Regions from separate parts of the Mus musculus genome. Here all the other regions are linked to region 1. A link is a contact called in public Hi-C and promoter capture Hi-C data. All regions are on one chromosome and are shown on one strand. The core of a region is the stretch at or near the end of the contact, and the rest is flanking DNA. Distances in the headings are between cores, read along the strand shown.

What was found. Promoter capture Hi-C pulls out the DNA fragments that hold promoters and counts their contacts. Hi-C and Micro-C count contacts between places; a contact is called where the count stands out from the background.
Region 2: a contact with region 1 is called in a Hi-C map of B cells, with 8 read pairs. The contact joins the promoter of Srsf4 here to the promoter of Sdc3 in region 1. A contact is called at or near these places in 3 of 39 promoter capture datasets (the 3T3-L1 cell line, hippocampal neurons and maxillary cranial neural crest), 2 of 484 Hi-C or Micro-C datasets (B cells and embryonic fibroblasts), 6 of 115 datasets of contacts at active chromatin or transcription factors (embryonic brain, forebrain, large pre-B cells and 3 more) and 3 of 9 other capture datasets (adipose tissue, liver and pancreatic islet).
Region 3: a contact with region 1 is called in a promoter capture Hi-C map of embryonic stem cells, with 6 times the contacts expected there. The contact joins the enhancer-like site here to the promoter of Sdc3 in region 1. A contact is called at or near these places in 23 of 39 promoter capture datasets (the 3T3-L1 cell line, 3T3-L1-derived adipocytes, the C10 cell line and 16 more), 3 of 15 datasets of contacts at CTCF or cohesin (embryonic stem cells, large pre-B cells and pro-B cells), 35 of 484 Hi-C or Micro-C datasets (the AML12 cell line, B cells, the C2C12 cell line and 24 more), 10 of 115 datasets of contacts at active chromatin or transcription factors (bone marrow-derived macrophages, craniofacial prominence, embryonic forebrain and 7 more) and 3 of 9 other capture datasets (adipose tissue, embryonic stem cells and liver).

Annotation. Positions count from the first base shown.
Region 1 is chr4:130,789,804-130,794,661 of GRCm38.p6, forward strand. Sdc3 (syndecan 3) reads left to right here and starts at 2,734. Exons shown (of 5, transcript NM_011520.3): 1 at 2,734-2,999. The coding sequence starts at 2,868.
Region 2 is chr4:131,871,544-131,876,401 of GRCm38.p6, forward strand. It overlaps Srsf4 (serine and arginine-rich splicing factor 4), which reads left to right and starts at 2,096. Exons shown (of 6, transcript NM_020587.2): 1 at 2,096-2,327. The coding sequence starts at 2,221.
Region 3 is chr4:131,817,122-131,821,979 of GRCm38.p6, forward strand. Ptpru (protein tyrosine phosphatase, receptor type, U) reads right to left here. Exons shown (of 31, transcript NM_001083119.2): 3 at 3,587-3,858; 4 at 3,061-3,142; 5 at 2,841-2,956; 6 at 2,408-2,582; 7 at 1,673-1,966. Among named protein-coding and RNA genes, the nearest start is that of Ptpru, 19 kb to the right of the region's middle. Within about 2 kb of position 2,105, at least 6 of the 459 cell types and tissues checked have an H3K27ac peak or open chromatin away from gene starts, as enhancers often do. A contact at or near this core is called in embryonic stem cells, where this site is marked.

The DNA of each region.
Region 1 (4,858 bases), core at 1,484-3,983:
CTACCTCCAGCCTGCTTTCTTATACATCTGCAAAGGGATCACACCATTCACAGTGGACTGGGCTCTTCCACATTCTCAATCATTAATCAAGTAAATTCCCCCATCTGTCTATGGGCTAAGCTGATGGAAGCATTTTCTCAACTGAAGTTCCTTCTTCCCGGGTGACTCCAGCGTGTGTCATCTTAACAGCTGCCCAGTTCTTCAGCTCTGAAAAATGGGTTGGTGTCCTGTCAGAGAGAAGGGTGGAGGACAGGCGGCCTGGCTAGAGCCCTGCAGTTGTCCACTGAAAATCTGGACTTTCCCAGTTCCAGGAAAGACAGAAGGACTGGGGTGGGCGTGGTCGGGACTGTTTCTGCCTTTGGAGTCAAGAAGTCTTTGCCCGGTGACCTGCGGCTGGATGAAGGCAGTTTCTGGAGTCTGTTTGGATGAGGGTAGCACAGGGAAGGAGACATTCGTGTTCTGGGGATGTGATAAGGACACACACGGTGGTATAGGCAGGGTGACCTGTGATGTTCCAGGGACTAAATGTGCATCTCAACCCAGTCTGTGACTATACCTATAACAAGCAGCAGGTGGCGCTCCTAGCCCAAGATTCCCCACAAGGCTTCCTGCCGGGATCTCAGTAAAGGGGGTTTGCAGAATGAGGAAGGCAAGGCTGGGCCATGCTCCCTGGCAACCTGGTAGGCTCCTTTGAGCAACACTGTCAGCCTTGCTTGCCTCCCAGCATGGGCAGCTCAGTACTTTGCCCATCAGTCAGATCCAGCTGCCCCAAGGTTTTCTTTGCACCAAGTTGACATGCCACTCCTTGGGTCTCCTTCTTGATTCCAGCTAAACCTTTTTGTTTGTTTGTTTGTTTGTTTGTTTTTTTTTTTTTTTTTCAAGACGGGTTTCTCGGTATATCCCTAGCTGTCCTGAAATTCACTTTGTACACCAGACTGGCCTTGAACTCAGAAATCTGCCTGCCTCTGCCTCCCAAGTGGTGGGATTAAAGGCGTGCACCACCACCGCCCGGCCCAGCTAAACCTTTGAGAGCACCTCAGAACCAGTCCCAACCACATTGATTGAACTCCCAGTACACGAAAAGGAAGAGCTCACAAAAGCTTCCCAGCCTGTCCCCTGACCTGGTACACACAAGGCATTCAATATGTTTGTTGAATGAATAAGTGAAGCCCATATGGTCTTCATTTCCATCAGACATTGGGGAATAGGCTCAGAGAGGTGAAGTTGTACAAACAAGTACCAGAGCCCATGGTTGTCAGAACCAGGATTTGAACCCAAGCACTTGCTTAACCCAAAGCTAGAGTCCCTCAGCTCCTGGCTATGCTAGTGATAAAGCCAGTTCCTGATTCCTAGGCAGGTCAATCTTTTCATGTTGTATTCTTCAAGGCATCTTAGCTTCAAATGCCAAAACGCATCGAATGGGATTGATTTAAAAGACTCTTTGTGAGGGCCTGGGGATGTAGCTCAGTTGGTGGAGCACATGCCCTTCTGCACAAAGCTCTGGGTTCGGTTCTTAGCACAGCACAAATTGGATGTGATGGAGGTAGTAGGAATAGATGTTCAAGGTCATACTCAGCTACATCACAAGTTCAAGGTCAGCCTGAAAGTCCATCTTCCTTAAAAAAAAAGTGTCAACATTTATTTTTATCATTTTTAAAGGATTTATTTTTATTATTCGTGTGTATGTGTGCACACGCGGGCATGCGTGTCACACCTCTGCACATTAATGCAGGTGTCCTTGGAGGCTAAAGGTATTAGATCCTCTGAAGCTGGAGTCACAGGGCGTTGTGTCTAGCCTGGTGTGGGTACCGGGAACTAGTCACTTACATCTTTAAGTAGTATGCTGTATCTCTCACCAGCTCTCCCTCCCCTCTTATATTTGAAAATACAGAGACTCAGTATGTAGCCCAGGCTTTGAGATCCCTCTGCCTCAGCCTCCTAAGTCATGAGTACTGGGGTTACAGGCAGCTACTACTCAGGCTTGGCTCGTTCTCAGCGATCTGTAAGCCACAGAGTGGACGCCCCCCCCCCCCCAGGATGTCTACCGAGGTTAGCTAGGCAAGCCTTGCATACCTGTGATGCCCCAGCCTCTCACTCCCTCTGGGGAACCCATCTCACACTCTGCCTTATATGGTGCGGAGCTTCATGCTCTGGGTTTCTTTCCAAGGACACATGGCCATCAAATGGATAGTGCCGATTGCAGGGACATCAAAGGGTGTCCTGCTCAGCTCACATGCCAACTAACCAACGCCTACCCTTACCAGCCTCCCCGGAGACCCCTTAGTGCAACTGAGCCCCTGTGAATGGGAAACTGGAGACTTCACCAGCGTGTGAGCAGCAGACGCGTGCTGGTGTTCGCCATGCGTGCCTGTAGCTGACCCAAGCCCCTGCTTCCTGAACTCAGGGTGGCTAGGGGCCTGTGTCTCTCAGACAAACAGGCCAAGGAGAAGCTCAGGAGGACCAGGGGGAACCCCGAGTCGGGGTCCTCTGACACCACCCTACTGGGAGCAGAGAGACCCGGGGTGCTGTCTGGAAGAGCAGGTTCTCCCGCGGCTCGCACACGGCGTGCTTCGCGGATCCACAGTAGGGGGGCAGACGTCAACGCCCCTCGCCCCCCCCCCCCTGCGCGGGGGGAAACTGAGGCCGGGGGCGGTGTCGCGTGCCGGTGTCGCCGCGGCCCCGCCCTCCTGCTCGCCCCGCCTGCGCGGGGGGCGGCGGCGGTGGCGGCGGCGGCGGCGACGCTTCCTGCGGGCGCGGCCGCTGTGGGCGCGGAGCCGCGAGCGAGCGAACGAACGAGCGAGGCGGAGCCGGCGGCCGAGGAGCCGAGCGCAGGTCCCGCGCAGCCCGCGCCGCGAACAAAGGCCGCCATGAAGCCCGGGCCGCCGCGCCGCGGGACCGCACAGGGGCAGCGCGTGGACACCGCCACCCATGCGCCCGGGGCCCGCGGGCTGTTGCTGCCACCGCTGCTGCTGCTGCTGCTGGCCGGCCGCGCCGCGGGGGTGAGTGATGGGCCCCAAGAGGGTCCCCAGCGTGTACCCCGCGTGTCTTTGCGTGTCCCCTCGTCGCGCGTGCCGCGCTGGGTGTGTCCCGGTCTCATGGGGTCCCCTCCCCGCCGGGAAGCGTGTGCGTCCGGTATCCGCTGGGGTCGCCTTCTCCCCACCCCCACTCCATCCCAAGCTGCCTGCAGGGCCTTGGGGGCATTGGAGGAGGAGGGGGTGGGTCGATGAAGGTGACCCGCGAGGGTGAATGAGGGTGACCCTGTGTGTGTGTGTCTGCTTCTAAGAAGGGTGCGTGGGCACCTGTGGGTGTGGGCACGGGAGAGGCTCTGTCCATATGGCTGGATGGCATCCGCATCCCGCTCCACACTAGGGTGACCCATTCTGCACGCTGTGTTCCACCATGGCCAAGGCTGTGTGACTGTGGGTGAGGGGGTGTGTGCTTTGACCCATGGACCTGTGTGAAAGCACACGTATGTGTGTGCAGGTGTGTAGCGATGGTGGACCTGGCTCAGCTCCCACCCCAGAAGACATGGGTGTGTGTGCCATCAGAGGTGGGTACCAGGTGACCCCTGACTGTCCCTTTGAGAAACCGAAGTAGCTAAGGGATTGAACTTGGTTCTGGTTTCACTAGCAGAACGGGAGGAAGAGGGTCGGTCCTGCAGGTGGATGAGCCGGGTCCCTGCTCTGAGGAACCCAGCTCCCAAGTGAGTTCTGAGTTGACAGGTGTCTAAATGTGGGCTGAGTGAGCTGGGGAGTTCTAGGTCCTACCCCCATGTGGCTGACTCCAGGAGCAATGGCTGTCCCTACCCACTCAGATGACCACCAGAGCCCAGGCTGGCCGGCACGCCCCTTCTCTCCTAAGCAAGGTGGCCAGATTGTAGGGAGGCAGGCAAGACTCTGAGCTGCCCTGACAACTGTTAGCTTTGGGGAGGGGACCCCAAGATAGTACCTGGTGGTCGGTTCATGCCTTGCCCTTTTTTTCTTTTCTTTTCTTTTCTTTTCTTTTCTTTTCTTTTCTTCTTCTTCTCTCTCTCTCTCTTCTTCTTCTTCTTCTTCTTCTTCTTCTTCTTCTTCTTCTTCTTCTTCTTCTTCTTCTTCTCCTTCTTCTTCTTCTTCTTCTTCTTCTTCTTCTTCTTCTTCTTCTTCTTCTTCTTCTTCTTCTTCTTCTTCTTCTTCTTCTTCTTCTTCTTCTTCTTTTTCCTTTTTTTCCTGATGGGGTGAGGGGAGAGGTTCCTGAGCAAAAGGCAGCACTACCCACACTGGCAGTGGGAACTGCTTTTCAGCAGCATTATAGAAAATTACCCTTGACATCAAAGATCTGGTTTCAAAGTCCAGTGAAGACCACCACCCAATCACAGTGAGGTCTTGAGCCAGCCTGGCCACTCCTCTGAGTCCCAGCTTTCCTCTCTGCAAAGACGGACTAAGGGTGCCCTCCGGGGAGGCAGAGTGGACACAGAGGCACCTTTGAAGGCATTTTGGTGTTGAGTACAAAGGGCTCAGGACAAATGGCTTCACTGGAGCTACTGTCCCTAGGAAGGAATAATACACATTCTACCCGTAGTGAAAGGATTCAGGGAGATTTTTGAGGACTCAGCACATAGTAGGGCTTCAACCAGGTAGGTGTGAGGGCAAAGTGGAGCTGGCATGATTGAGACTGATGCTGAGTGGCATGCCCAGATGGTGACCTGGCTGAGCGAGGGGAGAGATTGTGGTAGGGATGGGTCTCAAGAGGTATTCTCTCTGCAAGCATGCTGTCCTCCCAGGGAGGGGCTGGGACTGTAGAGGAAGGACTCTCTGCACTGTTACCTGGCCTGGAAAGCTAAGGGTTAAAGGATGCTTCTCAGTGAGGGCTGAGGCTA
Region 2 (4,858 bases), core at 846-3,345, 1.1 Mb after region 1:
CTGGGATTAAAGGCATGGGCCACCATCACCTGGCTAAATCAAAACATTGATAATACGTTGAGTATTTGAGACCCAACAGCTACCATGTTACACATGCTGAAGCAGGCCCTGTGATCCATGCCTGCAACCCTCAGCACTCAGGAAGCTGAGGCAAGAGAGCTGCTGTAAATCCAAGGCCAGCTGAGGATAAGAAGTGAGACTGTCCCTAAGTCAAATGCCTATACCCTTTAACCTAGTACTCCTACTTCCCAAGTTGTATGTCTAGGCGATGCTGAGGATCAAGGCTAGGTTAGACAAGTGTTCTGCCAGAAGTATGTCCTTAATGACATTCCCATTTCCAGGATAGATACTATTTGAATATACATGGTCACTGATTGTGGCAATTCTAAAAACCAAAGGTTGGACCCTGTCTCAATTCTTCACTAGAATAGTGACTAGGTAAGTTACTGTGTATAAAAAAGTGTGTTATAAGACAAAATGGTCTTAAGTGCTTTTCATATGCTTCTGAAATGACTAAAATATAGTGAGACAAAAATCAGGTGTAAGCCGGGCGTGGTGGTGCACGCCTTTAATCCCAGCACTCGGGAGGCAGAGGCAGGTGGATTTCTGAGTTCGAGGCCAGCCTGGTCTACAGAGTGAGTTCCAGGACAGTCAGGGCTATACAGAGAAACCCTGTCTCAAAAAAAAAAAAAAAAAAAAAAAAAAAAATCAGGTGTGATGCACACCTGCAATTGACAATCACAGTTCTTAGAAAGGCTTTTACAGGTTAGTCAAAGGCCATTAGACATAGAAAGTTCTTGTCTTAAAAAAGAAAAGCCAAGTGCTGTATGGTAAATTAACTTCTAAAGGAATACTTAAGAAACTGCCTCTAGAAAGGAAAGCAGAAGATGCAGAAGAGAAAACTTTACCCAGCACATCAGTTAAAGTGGAAATGCAGTAAAGAGACTAAACCCCTCAGTGATTCCTGGGCAAAGCTGAAAAGGAACCTTTCATTACTGAGCACCCACATGCCCCAGCACAGTTCATTACATTTGGTTATTTTGGCAATACACTGGACATCTATAGATTATAATCTTGCAGGTTAGAAATTTTTTCTGAGCTGGCAGAGATGGGGTACACCTTTAACTCTAGCACTTGGGAAGCAGGCAGGTTTGAAGCCAGCCTGGTCCACAGAGGGAGTTCCGGGACAGCCGGGGATATACAGAAAAACCCTTTCTCAAAATGAATAAACAAAAAAAGAAAATAGTAATTTTCTGTCGTGCTTAATCTAACTACAAGGCACTAAACTGAACGGACATAGTTTGGCACATGCTTTTAATCCCAGCCAATAGGCAGACAGGCAAAGTTTCAGGCCAGCCTGGTCTACAGGGCTATTTCTAGGACAGTCAGAACTTTTTTGTTTAAGGATTTATTTTATGTGTATGAGTACAGTGTAGCTGTTTTTAGACAGACACCCTAGAAGAGGGCATCCGATTCCCATTACAGATGGTTGTGAGCCACCATGTGGTTGCTGGCAATTGAACTCAGGACCTCTGGCAGTCAGTGCTTTAAAAAATAAAAATTAAATCTGAGATGTAACTCAGAGATAGGGCACTTGTTAACATCCGTATGGCCCTGAGTTCGATCCACAACACCGCAAAATAATACCGAACCAATTATTGGAACACTTTTACATACCTAGTATCGACACTGTAGAGACAACCCTGAAAGTACAAGGAAGATAAAAGAGACTCAAAGATCCGAGAGAAAGGAAAATGGGCCCAAGGTCATGGATCCACTAACTTCCCACAGGGACGTTTACCGAAAACCACCCCAAAACAGAAAGTCTACCAGAGCAAAGGACAAAGGCGGGAACACCCGCTCGGCGCGCACCCGCGCAGGCACTTCCGGGGGAAGTGCCGCTGCCACGGCGAGCTCGCGAGAGGACGTGCTGCAGCTGTCGCTCACTCGGCCAGGTCCCGCCCCGCGCCGGCGCGCCTCCAGTAAAGCCCCGCCCCCGCCCCTGACCAGGCGGGAAGCGGGCGCGCGCTCCCTCCCGTTCCCCTCCGCCGGGGGGGGGGGGGTAGGGAGACGGGGGCGCGCGTTCTCGAGCTGCGTGCTCGCGTACGTCGCCGGGCTTCGGCTGCGTCCGTCCCGCCGCCCGCCCGTTACCGCCGCCGCCGCGTTTTCCCTTCGCCGGCCGCCGCCTGAGGGGGGCCGGGGCCAGCTGCCGCCGCCGGAATGCCGCGGGTGTACATCGGCCGCCTGAGCTACCAGGCCCGGGAGCGCGATGTGGAGCGCTTCTTTAAGGGCTACGGGAAGATCCTGGAGGTGGATCTGAAGAACGGGTGAGGAGGGCGGCGGAGGGGCCGGCCGGGGGGCTGACAGGGCCGCGGCTGTGGCTAGGAGGCCGCGGGGACGCGAGCGCGGCGCTCGCTGGGCGCTAAGCCGCCGCCGGCCTCCTCCGCTCCGCCATGGCGGCGGTGCCTCGGGGGCGCGGGTAGGCCCGGCTCCCACTGCGCCTGCGCGGGCGGGGGTGGTGGCGGGATAATGGGGACGGAGGCCCGGGTTAGACTGGGGCTCCGGGCGCCGGGGAGGCCTGGGTTTCCGTCGCTGGACTATGGGTCCGAGGCGGCCCTTTCCCGCTCTGGGGCTGCCAGGAGCAGATGAGGGTTCCGGCCCTCTTCTCCCCGTTCCCCAGCCTGACCGGCCAGAGGCTTCCCGGCGTGTGTTTCTGAGGACTGGAGCTCTGGCTTTTTCGCGTGCCACACTTTGGGCGGGAGACACTAGTTTTTGTAGTGCAGTGACAGTTTCGAAAGTACTGGCTTGCCGCGCTTCAAGCCTTGACCGCTCCCTTTCCGAGAGTAAATTAAAGTCCTAGCTCGTTATCTTGGGGAGTCCTTACAGAGTTTTCCACGTTGTGGTTTCGGCTCTCCAACTTGCCGGAAAATGATTGCTGTCGTAGGATTTTTTGAGTGGGTAAGGGCCATCCTGGCCAGGTCTGCGTCGGCTGCTGGTGCAAGTGGAGACACATCTCCAAATTGCCTACTTAACAGCTTTCCCCGTACAATCTGGGCTTGTATTTCTAATCTGCTTTGGCGAAGCAAGGCTAGCAGGGACTACCAGGTTCGGGGAAAACGGGTGAGTTGTCATGCCTAGAGATTGTACGAGCATCTTTTGCTTGGGAGCTGAGAATTATTAGGTAGGACTTGAAAGGCATTAAGCACCGGAACGGCGTCGGAAGCACTAAACCTTGGGTGTTAGGGGAACCCTTGGTTTTTGCTGTGTTTATTTCTTGCCTGTTTTGTTTTTTTCGACTTTGTGTTTGGTCCAATGAGACCAGTAGTAATTGACATTTGAGAAGACATACACTTTAGTATGAATGGCAAATGAACCAGCAGGTTCTCAAAGCTGTCTAGATTTCGAATAATTGACACTTAAAAGACTCTCCTTGCTGAGAACAAGACTTCGATAAAATGTTTATGAATCCTGGATTCGATTCACAAAGACAATTTCTCATTTTTGTTCTTACAGAGCGAACCAGCTGGCATGAGAGTATTGTTTTTGTGATATTTAACCTTACATGTGAGAGATTAACCGACCCCCCTTACCCCCTCCCTTTTGTAGGGGAAAAACAAGGGGTTTGGAAGACAGATAAGTCTGAGTCAAACCTTGCTCCTCAATTTAAGTTTCTTTGAGCAAGTGACTTAGTTTCTCTGAACCTGTTTTCTCATTCATAAAAAGGAAGGTCAGGTAGAAAAAGTATAAAGCTTTCGCCATCCTCTGTAATAGAGTCATTAAGCAGCATCTTAGCCCCTTAGTGTTTGCTAGCAGTATATTTGGTGAGGTCTCTTTTCTCAAGGAGTGGGTGAGTGTTGAAAAAGGTAGTAGGGCAAAACTGATCACTTGCTCGGGTTACTAATGCGCCAACAGGATCCCCTGCACTGCAACAGCTGCACTGCAGGAATTGAGGAAGGAGACAGAACAGTTTCTGACTAACCTGCTGTGACTGACATGCCTTTTGAGTCAAGGAATGCTTGTTCTCACTTAAAACTCAGACAACTAAAATGTAGGATAGTTTACTAAAATTGATTTTCTTTTTCTATTATTTTTACTTTTATGTGCATTGATGTTTTGCTTGCGTGTATGTCTGTGTGAGGGTCTCAGATCCCCTGGAACTGGAGTTGAAGACCGTTGTGAGCTGCCATTGGTTGCTGGGAATTGAACCCAGGTCCTCTGGAAGAGCAGCCAGTGCTCTTAACCACTGAGCCATCTCTCCAGCCCAGAATAGATTTTTCTTAAAATGAGCTTTGAAGTATGGATTTACTAGGACTTGAAATGAAGAAAGAGAAATGTCCAGAAATATGTTATGTTGGAATTGGTGAAGAAGTGGTCCAGTAAGGACCAACTCTTAACAGTCTAGCTGTTAAGACCTAGAAATTTAACACCAGACCAGAAACAACTATTAAAGGTTTTACACTAGGGGATTGGAGAGATGGCTCCATCATTAGAGTCACTGGCTGTGTTCCCAGAGGACCTGGGTTCAATTCTCAGCACCCACATGGGAGCACACAATTGTGTCTCCATCCAGTCCTGGGGAATTTGACACTTTCTGTCCTCCAGCACTAGGCAGGCTTGTGGTAAACAGTTAAACATGCAGGCAGAACCTCCAGACACATAAAATAAATTTAAGAGAATAAAAGTAAAGATAAATAGTAAAAAAAAATTTAAAGGAGTTTTACACTAAATTTTAAATCATGAATAGAATTCAAAGACTCTTGAAGGAAACATGGAACAACTCAGGGAATCTAAGAGGACAGACACTCTCAGAACTTTAGCTGCCTACATCTTTTAGGAACTTGGATTCTCATATTGCCAA
Region 3 (4,858 bases), core at 855-3,354, 1.0 Mb after region 1:
AGATCCTGGGGTTCAGTCCCCAGGAACCACATCAGGTGATTCACATCTGAGAGTGTAACTCCAACTCCAGGGGGCACCCAGGACTCTCTTCTGGCCTCCTCAAGTACCTGAGCTCATAAGTGCACATACTACAAGCACAAAAGTGCTTGTACACAGTCACATATGCTCGCACACACACACACACAAACCAGCAAAACACTATAAACTGTCATGCATGGTTCTGTTGTATAAAACATCTCCAAAAACTAAATCAAGAGAGATAGAAAGTAGACTGGTGTTTGACTGGGGCTTCAGGATTAAGATGAACTGGGCGAATCATTAAATGGCATAAGGTTTCCACTTAAGAGTGATGACATATTCCAAAACCAATCATTAATAGTTGTGCAACACCAGAGATACTTAACACCTCTAAACTGTAAATTTTAATGAGTGACATGTACGAATGCAGATCATACTGTAATAAATCTGTTACAAAAAAAAGTGATTCCAAAAAGATTATATACTGCATGATGTCACTTATGGAACATTCTAGAAAAGAGAAAACTCTAGAAATGAAGGACTGATCTGTGGTTACCAAGGGGGTGGGAGGAGGAAGAGAGATGTGGGTATGGTCTAAAACAGCAACAGGAATTATCTATAGCAACACTGAGTGCTTGGGCTTCCCACTGTATACACAAACCTACACCGGTGATAAATTACACAAAACTAATTACACATACTGGGGCACACAAACACCAGAAACTGCGGGAATCTGTTACAATAGCTATGGAGTCTGTGGGCTTCATTTTGTTGTTACACATTTTTGTTACATTGTATACATTATTTTTCAGCTGCACATCTGGCTTGGGGAAGGGGGCACACATCTGGAAGTCAGAGGACATCTTCTGAGAATGGGTTCTCGCCTTCCACCCTGTGAGTCTCCATACTGACTGGGTTGGCAGCAAGCACCTTTTACCAACTGAGCCATCTTGCCAGCCTCAGATGTCAATCTTCATTGTAAAATTAAACCATAGTTATCTAAAATGGAACTGCTGTGGAAAACATTATAGAGTAAGGAGGACCCGCACATGAATCTACATCGAGAATCTACATTTCTCACTAAGAAAATTCTAGAAACAGCAGCACACTGACATCACAGAGAACCCTGTCCGTTTCTCTTATTAGTCTTCTGGGTGCAGGTGCATCGGGGTCCTTAGCAACAGCTACTTTATCCTCCGAAACAAGGGAGAACTGACTTCTGACTCAATGCCAGATCCAAGGAATCCAGCCAAAATCCATCACACACAATTTTTAATTGATAGGGTTTAAGGATTGTTACCCAGCCAGTTAAGAGTTCTGGTCCCATCTCTGCCGCTTACTGGCTTTGTGTTCTTTGCCCAGTCGCCTAACATCTCTGTCTCAGTCACCTCATCTGTGAAGTAGGTATGACAACAACCTATCACAGGGCTCTGGTAAGTTTCGTGGTTTGTTTTCTTGGTCTGTCTTTTTGTTTTGTTTTGGTTGGCGGGGGTGGTATTGTCTTTTTGTCTCTTTTGTTTATCTGGTTTTATTTTTTTGAGACAAGCTATGGAGAAATAGCCCAAGCTATTTTATCTATGTGTCAATAAATGTGTGTGTGTGTGTGTCGGGAGGCCTTGCTGCCTCTGTGGAAGAAGGCCGTCCTGCCACTCACCTGCGCACTTGGTCCGGCTGATCAGTGGTGGCCCAGGGCGGCCTGTGCCTCCATCTCCCGGGCGTGTGAGCAGCACGCTGATTTCATACTCAGTGTCTGGGTCCAGATGCCACAGCTTGTAGGTCTGCAGGTTGACAGCGTGCACCTCGGCCCACGGGCCCCGTGCCATGCGGTACTCGATCTCCTTGCGCACGATCGGCCCGTCGCCAATGATGGAGTTGGTGTTGAGCTGGATAATGAGGTAGGTGGGGCCTGCACGCAGCAGCTGTGGGGGCGCGATGGGGGTGGGAGGCTCTGCGACGATATGCAGAAGAGGAGGAGCCTACTAATGCCACCATGTGGCCCTAGAACTCCATAACTCAGCCACGCCCACTCCGAACTCCCAAGTTTAGGCCTGGGGGATCCCAGCACACTCGCTGGGTTAGCACCTGGAAGGCGCATAGGAATTTAGGCCCGGGCTCCCTGTATCCTTCTCTCACGCGGCCAGCCCATCCCTCTGCCTGGCAACACTGTTCAGGTCACAGCTAGAAAATACCTCTAAAACCTAATCCTCCCCTATCACGAGACTCTCTCTTTCCTCCCAGGTCCCTCGAGCTGCTATCAAGCGTTCGGCTAAATCTGCTGTGCGACCTCCCAACAAGTCCTCCAAGGAGCTAGCTCCATGCACACCTCTACACGGACTCCGCCCTATCCTCTCCCCACCAGACGGGCCTTCCTCAAGGCCAATCGGCTGACCTTTGACGATGAGCTCTGCAAAGTTGGAGACGCCAGCACCACGCGGGGCCTGGGACACGCAACGGTACAGATCCTGCTCTGAGCGGCCTACCGAGGCCAGCGGAAAAGTGGCCAGGAAGCGACGGTGGCTGATGTGCCGCACCCCGGCCGCAGGCACCAGCACTCCACTCTGACGCTGAAGAGAAAAAAGAGAGTTAGGAAGCAGTGTACTTGAGTCCCTACTATCCCCTGAGCATTTGAGGATCCTGGAACTGGCCTCCATCCCAGAGTTAAGGGGATGCTAGCTGGCAGAGCACAGCCTAGGGGAGGCAAGACACTGTGTATATAGGTGTATATAGATGCTGGCATATGAAGGGAGGACCCAAAACCCCAAAAGGGTACCAAGCCAAGGAGGCAAAAGGTCCTTGGAGCCAAGTCTCTGTGGGACGCTCACCTGCAGGAAGAAGTGTTCTGCCTCTGCGGCTCTGCCTGCTGCCATGCATTGGAAGGATGCGTTCTGGCCTGCATTGACCTCCACGTCCCCAAGGCGGGAGAAGTGAGGGGCCTTTGCTGTGGGAAAACAGGCAGAGCCCCAGCATGAGCTGGGCCTGCATGCCCTGCAGGCAGGAGCCAAGGCTACCCTCATCCTTATGTCTGAGTGGACTGGGACTCACCGCAGGGATAGCTGAAGAGCAAGATGTCGTCTAAGCCTATGTAGCCCTTGTGGTCTGGGGAGATGAGGGCCTCAAACAGCACCTGAGGGAATAGGAGGCCAGTTGCCAAAGCGACATCCCTCCTGACCAGCTTGGCCCCAACCCGACCTCTCTCCACCATCCAATGCCAACCCAGCTCACACAGAGCCTTACTACCATGCCAGCTGGTTCAGGGCTGTGGGCAGAGAAAATAAAATCACAGTCAAGGCTAGAAGTTTCATCCCTACTCTTGACAACTCCCTCAAAGCAGCAGATTCATCTAGTCGGACAGAATCTCCATTTGAGTCCTGTTCCAATTCACCCTCAATAGTGGCCATCCTATTAACAATGACCTCTGACTCTGTACCCACACTGATGCAGTCGAACTCCAAACTCAACGCCAGATTGACTCCTGATGCTGAACAGCCTAGTCTGACGTCAGGGGTGGCCTGCCCCTGCCCTTACCTCCAAGCCCCAGCAAGCTGACCACTGACTAAACCCAGCCCACCTGATACTCATTGGGCCAGAAGGTGCTGACAGCCAGCTCAGCCTGGTGCCACTGACGGCCGTGGGATCCGGTCATATTCCACACGGCACTGCCCAGAGGGCCCCCATTCACGCGCACGTAGACCCCCAGGGTGCCTGGGCTGTGCCCATCCCTGCTGTACAGGAAGTAGCTGAACTGCACACAATGGGTGTCGTTCTCGCTCAGGGTCTGGAAGATGATGTGGGCCCTCTGACCTGGGGCATGCTGAGAAGCATTGACCATCAAGTAGGCACCTGCAGAGAGAAAAAGAAAAGATGGGAGGCCAAGGGAAGCCAGGGTCACACTCTGGAAAGGACAGAGATGAAGCAGCCACCGGGAATGAAGGGTTTGGGCTCTCGAGTTCTGTTTCCCAAAGGAGAAGGCTAGGACAAGAAAAACACAAACTCAACCTTGTCAGAACCCACGAGGCCCCTCACCACCCACAAGTCACCACTCTCCCTAGCCCTGTATCGGGTCACATATCACAGGGCCGGTCCCCTGAGGTCACCGATTCCAAAGCTTCACTCGCTCCTCCACCCCAACCCCCACCAACACACCGCGCGCGCGCTCGCCTCTGGCTCTGATCATTCATAAAGCCCATGGCAGCCTTGCTACCAGCCTGTCATGCCTCAGGCCTTTGCTCTGTCTTCACACACACAGGCTCCTGAGCCTGGAGCTTGATGAATATGTAGGACAGACTGAATGAAAGGATTAACCTCCCTTCCCGCCCACACCAGGTTCCTACACAAACACCCCACGTTCCAACCAGAAGATCCTGTCCTCGATGTGTGATGGAGAAGGTGGGGAGTGTCTCAGAGCCTGGCTGGGGATCAGGCTTTCCTTGGGGTGAGGGCGATGCAGATGCCAAGGAGGAGCCCAAAGCCACCCTTGCAGAGCAGCCGCTGGCACCGCCTTCTCCTAGACTTGGCTGAGAGCACATTCTGAGCCTGCTCAGGAGGGCTCCCCAGGGACTCTGCTAAAGGGAGATCTCATTCATCTCTGTGAGCCTGGAGCCCTGGGAAGGTGGCTGCTGCCTGTGTCCTGCAGGAGTAGGGAATGAACGTCCGGGTCCCTATCCCCACTGGAACCCTAGAAAGGACACATCCAAGCCAGACACTGTATAGCCAGCTCCTGTGGACTCTTCTCTCCCCTAAGGTAGCTCCCTCTTCCAGCGTGACACCTTCTTGCCTCCTCCTCCATTCCCTGTAGCCCTCCCTGCTCTGACATGCACCCCTCCACCCCCAGGGCTCTCTT